2 separate regions of the Mus musculus genome follow, and region 1 is linked to region 2. The links are chromatin contacts, called in public Hi-C maps. All regions are on one chromosome and are shown on one strand. Each heading gives the region's core, a stretch centred on a gene start, on an enhancer-like site or on the middle of the called end of the contact. The rest is flanking DNA. Distances are from core to core; before and after follow the strand shown. Region 1 has its middle 66 kb from the start of Dock10. Region 2 overlaps Dock10 (dedicator of cytokinesis 10).

What was found. Hi-C and Micro-C count contacts between places; a contact is called where the count stands out from the background.
Region 1: a contact with region 2 is called in a Hi-C map of the N1E-115 cell line, with 2.4 times the contacts expected there. The contact joins two enhancer-like sites. A contact is called at or near these places in 1 of 484 Hi-C or Micro-C datasets (the N1E-115 cell line) and 1 of 9 other capture datasets (adipose tissue).

The regions. Positions count from the first base shown.
Region 1 is chr1:80,822,385-80,826,437 of GRCm38.p6, reverse strand. No RefSeq gene overlaps it. Among named protein-coding and RNA genes, the nearest start is that of Dock10, 66 kb to the right of the region's middle. Within about 2 kb of position 2,262, at least 27 of the 459 cell types and tissues checked have an H3K27ac peak or open chromatin away from gene starts, as enhancers often do. A contact at or near this core is called in the N1E-115 cell line, where this site is marked.
Region 2 is chr1:80,670,760-80,675,145 of GRCm38.p6, reverse strand. The region is part of intron 1 of Dock10 (dedicator of cytokinesis 10); the gene reads left to right. Among named protein-coding and RNA genes, the nearest start is that of Dock10, 86 kb to the left of the region's middle. Within about 2 kb of position 3,070, at least 22 of the 459 cell types and tissues checked have an H3K27ac peak or open chromatin away from gene starts, as enhancers often do. A contact at or near this core is called in the N1E-115 cell line, where this site is marked.

The DNA of each region.
Region 1 (4,053 bases), core at 1,013-3,512, 150 kb before region 2:
GATATTTGCTTTTCACTTGCTTCATCTAAACAGTTGGTGAGTTTGCCAGAAAGCTTATTGTGCAGTTTTATGGGAGGAAATCATGAGAAAAAAAGAAAACCACACATACACACACACACACACACACACACACACACACACACACACACACACACACACACATTCCAGTATGACCAAGATATAGTAGTAAGAACAAGGAGAGTGGAGGTGTTCAGATTCCTTTTCAGAGCACTTGTGAATCGACTTGTCCCCTAGCTGCAGACACTGTACTTCTGAGAGTTCCAGCCATTCTTTCATGATTATTACTTGGGGTTACTACTTCCTATTTCATTTTTATTTTCTGATGCATCAGTAAAAGCTATGCCATGGTGTAAGTCATAGAATCTAAAGTTAGCTAGGTAGTACACGCCTACAATCTCAATACTCAGGTAAAGGAAGGAGGATCAGAAGCTCAAGGTTAGTGTTAGCTGCATAAAAAATGCAAATAACAACATCATCATCACACACAAATACATAAAGAAACCTTTGTTGAAGAAAATTATGAATAGTTTCACGCTCTCCGTGTACTTTTTCCCTTACCAAAGTGAGCCCTGAGAACCCTTATTTAACCCTATCCTTGGCTTGCAAAGCACTCTGAGAACTTATTGACTATATACATAATTAAAAGCTTTAAAAAGGGAGCCAACAATGCATGTTATTAAGCCAACTACTACAGGAGACAATCACGATTTACTCTCAAAGGAAAATGCATTTCAGAATTACTCTGTTGAGGGAACTAAGACTCGAGAGTACTTGTGAAATAGTTCCTGGGGACCAGCAAATGAGAACTGGGAGAAACAGGATTTAAATTCCTAGAACTCCCAACTATATCCATTGTGGATGAAGTAGCTATCTTGGAAACCATCAGACTTAAAGAAAAAGAAGCCAGCTGCCAGCATTGGCTGCAGTGCACTGAATGGCTGAGATGTTAGATGAGAGGGACTTGTAACATATTAGACTGTTTTGGCTCCCCTTTAAAGCATAGGTTCCTTGTGCTTAGATAGAGAGAAACTACTGGAAGATTAACCATGTGACAAGGGAATATTATTGAGAAGCAACCTCAGGTGGCTGCACAAATGTGCAATGTGCTTCTCAGAGATGAATGCAAACATCTTCTGACACTATGAAAAGAACAAAGATTTACTGACATATTTGATCTACAAGAATTATGGTTTTAGAACTATTTGAGAACAAGGTTTTATTTGAAACCATAGATAAATATCAAGAACTATGGTTTACATAACAAAGATCACTGACACTTTATAATCTTTCCTTAGTCTGTAAAGAGAATGAACTACAGAAGCTAACCAAGAGCACCAACTAATATATTTGCAAAGATCTAATCAAGTACTAGATATTGGTGCTCCAAATTCCTTGGCTAATCAGAAATTGAATACTAAATTCTGATAACCTAATAGACTTGATATAAAATTGAATTAAATCAGTAAATTTAACAATGCCAAGTTATGTGTGTTGGGTTCAAGACTGTAGGAAGGATTCACTTTGGGAGTTGTTCAGCTGCTGTCTTATGACTTTCCAAAGGGGACACTAAGGGCCAGAGAGTTCCTAAGTACATCTGAATCATGTACTGCTATTAGCGGGAGAGAGAGAGAGAGAGAGACAGAGACAGAGACAGAGACAGAGACAGAGACAGAGAGAGACAGAGAGAGACAGAGAGAGACAGAGAGAGACAGAGAGAGACAGAGAGACAGAGAGACAGAGACAGAGAGACAGAGAGACAGAGAGACAGAGAGAGACAGAGACACAGAGACAGACAGAGACAGAGAGAGAGAGAACATTGTCTTGCTTTGGTTTACCTCACATTATCAATAAAACAATTTCAGGATACTTGAAAAATAAACATAAGCTGGGTGGCAATGGCACATGCCTTTAATCCCAACACCCAGGAAGAAGAGGCAGGAGAATCTCTGTGAGTGGCCAGCCTGGTCTACAGAGTGCCAAGTAAGCCAGGGCTGCATAGAGAAACCCTGTCTCTAAAAAACAAAAGAGGGGAAAAAAAGCCACATCAAAGCTAAGTGACAGAATCGCATAGCCATAGACTAGCCCTAGGCTTGAAGCTTTATTTCTTTTATTTTCCCTTTGCCTCTTGGATATTCAGCTGGCAGCTAAAATTGCCTTACAGACTCCTCCCACCTGACTCCTCTCTGACCTAATTCAGGCTCCCTGGTGAGGAAGGCACAGAAGCCATGCCAGCCCTGGGCACTTGTGTATGTCTTTGTGTTTCAGTACAAATGATGACACCACAAGAAAGAGGCTAGGGAATAATGTCCCTTTGTTATGATGTCGCCACACACCTGCAGAGTCAGTACATGCATTGTCTTGGTTTTCTTGTTGATTTTCCTCCCTCCCCCATCATGCCAAGCAAGATGAGAAAGTAATTCTTGTTATTGCTTTGTGATTCCATTCGCCATCCCTTTCTTACCCTTACAAAATGCGGGAGAGATTGTACATGCAGCTCAGCGCATGCTGCAGATCTCGGGACCATTACTAAATTTTCTTTGTTTTCCATTTTCTGGCAGATGTTGAATAGGAAAATTCTGGGCTGAAATACTAATTGAGTGACTATGAGATCACTTTAGGAAGCTTCACAGTTATGCCATGAAAAGTTTCTTTTGAAAAAAAAGTGTGGAAATATGCAAAGAATTTTAATGAATTTTAAATTATTTCATAGTACTATTTTTCCCTACATCCTCTCTTCTAGATTTAACAAACAAACAAAAAAAAATTCAAGCTAGAACTACAACTATCTGGAAATATGCTTCAAAAATTCTTGAAAACATTGCACATTTATTCTGCTACAAATGCATTATATTGTTCAGACAATGCTCTGGCCTGTGGGAGCACATAATTTACTATGTGAAATTCTGCAATTTCTGTCAAAGCTTATTGGAAACAACCCAATTATAGCTAATATGCTAAACACAGTGGTAAATAATTACAAATGTGGCATCATTGTACGGTGAAGCATGACAGTGCTCCACAAAGTCACTGGGAGTGGGACACAGGGCACAGTGGGGAATTCCAGTGGGATTACCCAGAAAAAAAATTCCCTGATATCATCAGCAGTCATACATTAAACTCACTTTACCTAAGAGACCTCAGTTGTAGTGTAATCCATTTGTAGATTCTAAACAATTTCCTTGTGAGTTTATTTCTGTGCTATAAATTACTGGCCTCTCAGGAGTATTGAAAATTAATAGTTGCCATGGTTTTGGCACTTGGTGAGAAGCATTGGAAAATACAGTCTTCCTGTCTGGCAAGTATAGCAAATGTCATACCGAGCATTTTATAAACAATGTAACATCTATTCGTCTCTCTGTTGAATTACCTCTGCCAGGCATGGTGCACATGAATTCTAGCACGTGGAAGGTAACAACAGATGGATGTCTATGAGTTTGAGGCCAGCCTAATCTACATAGAGATCCCAGGCTACCTAGTGAGAACCTGTCTCAAGCAAACAACAACCAAGCCTATTAGAGAAATTCCAGGCCTTAGCGACTTCTGGATCACAGATGTGACAGAAATCAGATTTCAACAGCCTTCAAGACCAAATGTTTCTTTACTTGAATGGACATTTCTAGCACGTATGTCTATAATTCTTTATATACATTTTGTAAAGGAAGTAGCAATTATTTGATTTTGTTAAGTGGATCAATACGTAAGGCAGCGTTTGGAATTATTCTGTGCCATTCTACAAATGGGAATCCATTGGATGTAGTTTAGTGGAGCAGCCTTACACAAGCTTGGTATGAAACTGAGCAGAGTTTATAGAGGAGCCCTCATGGTTAGAGCTTTTTCCTTTGAGCAAGATGCTTAACCTTTATGAAATGCTTTTAATGAATAAAAGGGTTAAGGGGATCACTGGACATTACAATGTGAAAGCACACAGTGTACCAAAAGTATATAATACATTAACTGTGAAGAATAAGAATACACATACACAGAGAGAGAGGGGGGGAGGGAGAAGGGAAGTAGGAAATGGCATGTATTGCA
Region 2 (4,386 bases), core at 1,821-4,320:
TTTGTCACTGTGCTTTAATACCTGCCCATGTCCTTGAGAAGTTATGGAAAGAGCTTAGAGGAAGACAGAAAATAAGATGTCATGTTCCCTTTGTCCTGTTCACAACATCAAATTGGTAATTATAATGTTGCCCCTTGCTATATTCCAGTAGACAACCCAGCATAGCATAAAGACCATACTGTTTATTGGTCTGGCCATTCCCAGACCTTGGTTAGGCAGGAAAATAACCATGAAAAGATAAAACAGCATATGATATTGGTTAAAGGGTGGCTTTTTTCCTTGGCATTTGAGCCTTTTTGTGTGGGATGAAGGGAGATTGCTGAAAGGGGATAATTGGAACCTTTTGTAGTTGTGCATCATGGGGGTTTTAAAATGAAATAACAATGTTGGCAAAAGGCAAGGAACACAAAGAAGTCAGCTATGAAGGGCGTGAGTGTGCAGGGGTAGCCCGGTCACTTCGTCTCATTATTTGTATCTATTCCAAATGCGTCTGTTTCCACTTCTGTTTCTGTCCCTGCCACATGCAAAGCACTTGCTATCCTTTTGGTGTCCCCACCTCTCCCGTGCATTCTAATGGTCAGATCACAGATGTCTAGGACCTTCCTTTATCCCTTCCTAAATACATGCCATCGGTACCCAGATTAAAACCGCCCCCTCAAAGGCATTTTCTCATAGCTACACTTGCAACTAATACTCATTGAGCATGTTCTTAAATCCCAGGCACTGTGCTAAATGCTCAACACATACTCACCTATCAAGGCTCACAGCATCCAGTGAGGTAGGTATCAGGACTCTCTTCATGTTAGAGGGTGACTTATCCAGAGTCATCCAGTAAGTGAGACAGGGCATCCAACTTAAGCAGGCTTATTTATAATCATTGTAATCTCACAGTGACAAACACCATGCTCCCATCTTTATCCTGAATCTTTATCCTTCATCCAACTTACCTAGATGTCTAGCTTGTGTCTCATAAGAGCTCATCTCATATCAAATGTTTTAATGGCTTCCAGTCTTTTCCCTGTAAGACTAGAGGCATACATAGCCCCCAAACAGAAATATGAATTCAGAGACTCAATGAGTGGTAGTTTGAGGTGTTGTGGAGACCAGTAGTCCAGAGATTCTTTCAAGTGGGTCAGTTCAGCATTTAAGAGATGTTAACTAAGGTTCACCTAACGAGACTTAACCACTACCACCCAGATGCACAACCTGAATGCTGTTAATCAGAGAAACACTGTCTGCATCCCAGCATGTGGCACACATAGGCTGCCTCTCTTCCTAGGGAAGCTCTGTTGTGTCTGGAGATGGTTGACTGTCACAATGGAAGAGAATTATATAACTGGCAAGAGGAGTAAGATGCAAACAGCATCTCCTGGACAGAATCCAGAAGATGCATCCTTAGACATCCCACAGGAGACAGGATTCCCCTTGACAAAGAATGAACTGGTCCAAAACGTCCAAATGTCAGTAATTAAGTTTTAGAAAATGTGATTTAGATAATAACGTAGAGAGACATGGCAAGCATAGCCACCTTTATTAAGTTAGACGCAGAGGAATGGTCCATGAAAAGGAGATGACATGAAATCAGAGGAGGGTGTGACAGATAAAACAGGAAGCTGGGAAGATCTGAGGCACAGATTTTAATGGCTGACTTTACTCCAGGGGTTTCTCCTCACTCACCCCAATACACAGCACAATGCAACCAGTGTGTTAATTTTCCTGACTGAGAGTCCATTAGGGAAAGGGAACACTGAATTGTATAGTAAGTCTTCAGTCTGGCATAAATAAATAATTTGTAGAGGGAGGTGGTCTCCACAGAAACACTACTGGGTGACTGTGGCCTAAAACACAGTTGGATGAACTCATGTCCTGGTCACTGTTTCTCAAGGTGCAGTCTATGCAGTATCCGTAATGAACATTAGCAAGATGCTCAGTGTAACAGGTGACTGGTTCATATACTAAGACCTGAGGTAGGAATCTACTGCTTTAGCATCTTTCCATTTGTACATATACTGGGAAATTTTCTTTGGCAACAGGGTAGGGTATAAGGAAGGTATATATTTTATATATCAAAGCAGACCTGGATTCCAGGTTCTCCCTAACCTGTTGCGGGAAATATTAAAAAAGAGAATCCGCACATTCCCGCGCTAGTGATGGCCTGCCAACTCTCTGAGGCTAGCCCCTGTGCCAGGTGATCTCACTCACTCTGTCTCTTGGCCCACCAACTCACCAGCACTGCGAGGCCACAGGACTCCTACCAGGCCATCTCTAAGACTGGCCTCCCAAGTTCTTCTTGCTTCCATGTAACACCCTATGCATCCCTGGTTATCGATTTCAACACCTAATTAGCCGGTAGAAACAAGACTCTTAAGCTTATAGTTAACCAATTAGATTTATATATCAATTTAATCACAATTTACAAGATGCAAATACAATCATTTCAGAGCCAATTGATAATGATAAAGCTTTAACCCAATTATTCTAACCTTTTGATAACACCACGTCAGCCTCCATTCTGGTTCTCTCTCTCTCCTCCTGAGATTTCTCTCCTCCTGGGATCTCTCTCTCTCTCTCTCTCTCTCTCTCTCTTTCTCTCTCTCCCCACTCCTGCTCTGCCTCCTTTCTCCTGTCCAATCACAAGTCTCCCACTGCCTTAATGTGATTGGACAGGGAAAATCCTGCAACACTACCCCATCTATCCTGATTCAGTTTTCACCCGCTGAATTCTATTCAAATCATAATATGAATAAATATCCTTATAATGAGATAAATGTCTGAATGTAACTGGATAGGCTACTATAAACTATTTTAATGCAATGAACACATTACAAAAATTGTCACAACTGATCTATCTACGCACTAAGCCAACACACTACTCACAGACACATAACATGCACACACAGGATATGCTTCGACTTTTATTTGTGATCCATCCTCCATGGGGCTCTTTATTTCCCACAAAGGCCCAAAAAAACTTTATCCTAAAAGCATATTATTTGAAGGAGAGATACACTAAAGGAAAAATATTGTATTCTACCAGCACTGCATCCTACCAACCTTGCCCACTAAAAGCATCGTCTTTTGTGGGAGGTTTGGTTGAGAAATCTGTGCTGTCATTGGTAACTCAGAACTGTGAAGCCAAGTTGAACTTTCACACAAGAAGAATGGGCTTGAGTGCTAGTACCAGGAATAGAACTTCTGTCTGGGCTAGGGCTCCAGAGGATGAGGAAGTATCTTGGTGTTTCTTGGTTTCCTCTAACTGTGCAGCTTGACGGCAGGTGGTGCTTGCTGGTGCTCCAAGGACCAGAATGGACATTCTCTGCGATACAAAAATTAAAATTAAAATAAAAAAAAAAAAACACTACCACCACCACCACCAAAAACCAATGCAGTGAGCTCCCAGCAGGTTAAAGGAAGATCAGTTGGAAACAGAAGAAGATATACATGATGCAAGATAAGCTCCCTAGCCATTCTTCAACACTAAGGAAGTAATCAGTAGGTCCTGCAAAGCTCAAACAATGATAATACAGATTGGATGAAGAAGAGTTAGGTACCACAGGTGAAAGTGCTGGTAACTCGTGTTCAGATTCAACCTTGCAAACCTGTGTGGCCTCGTGTGTAAACATATAACTTTCAGCCCCTGAGATTTCAGTTGTTCTAAATATTTTTAGTCCTTTTTACGAAGTGGATTTTCAGGCATCTATAAGACATTATCACATTGCTGTGCCAAGTTTAGGTTCAGTGATGATGTCACTAGCAAATTGGATAGCCTGGCTAACTGGATGTGATTATAATCGACCCTTTGAAATTGTAACATCACTGAGCACATGAAGGAGGGTCTTCTTTGCTTTGTCCTCTAGCTGATTGCCTTTGTGGTCTGCTCGTGCATTTGATGGTCTGTGTTATTTCACTTCCTCTCTGCCTATTCCCCTTCTTTACGTATGACTCCTACAGATCTCACCTTAATTTCATTGTGATGTTTTTCCAGTAAATGCTCTACAAACTAAACTTCCACTTACGTGCACTCATTTTCAGCTCAGCAGAAACCCAGATCCCACCTAACTGCTCAGTGGAAACTACGTTCAGAGGCCAGGGGTTTTCTTCACCTGCCCCCCACCCCCTTCTCATTAGATTCTTCAGTTTAAAAATACTTTGAACAGTTAAACACACAAAAGGTCAGAGTCTAGCTGAGATGGATGAGAGCCTTAAGATGTCCCCCAAGGAAAAGGAAAATCAAATACTAGTCTTTGAGTGTTGCTGGGACAGATTTTTTGAAGTCATGGGTTAAGGTTGCATGATGGTTAATTTTAAGCATCAGTTTGCCAAAGCCAAAATTAAAGAGGAAAGGGAGCCTGGGAAAGAGCCTAATAGAGAAATGTACATAGATCG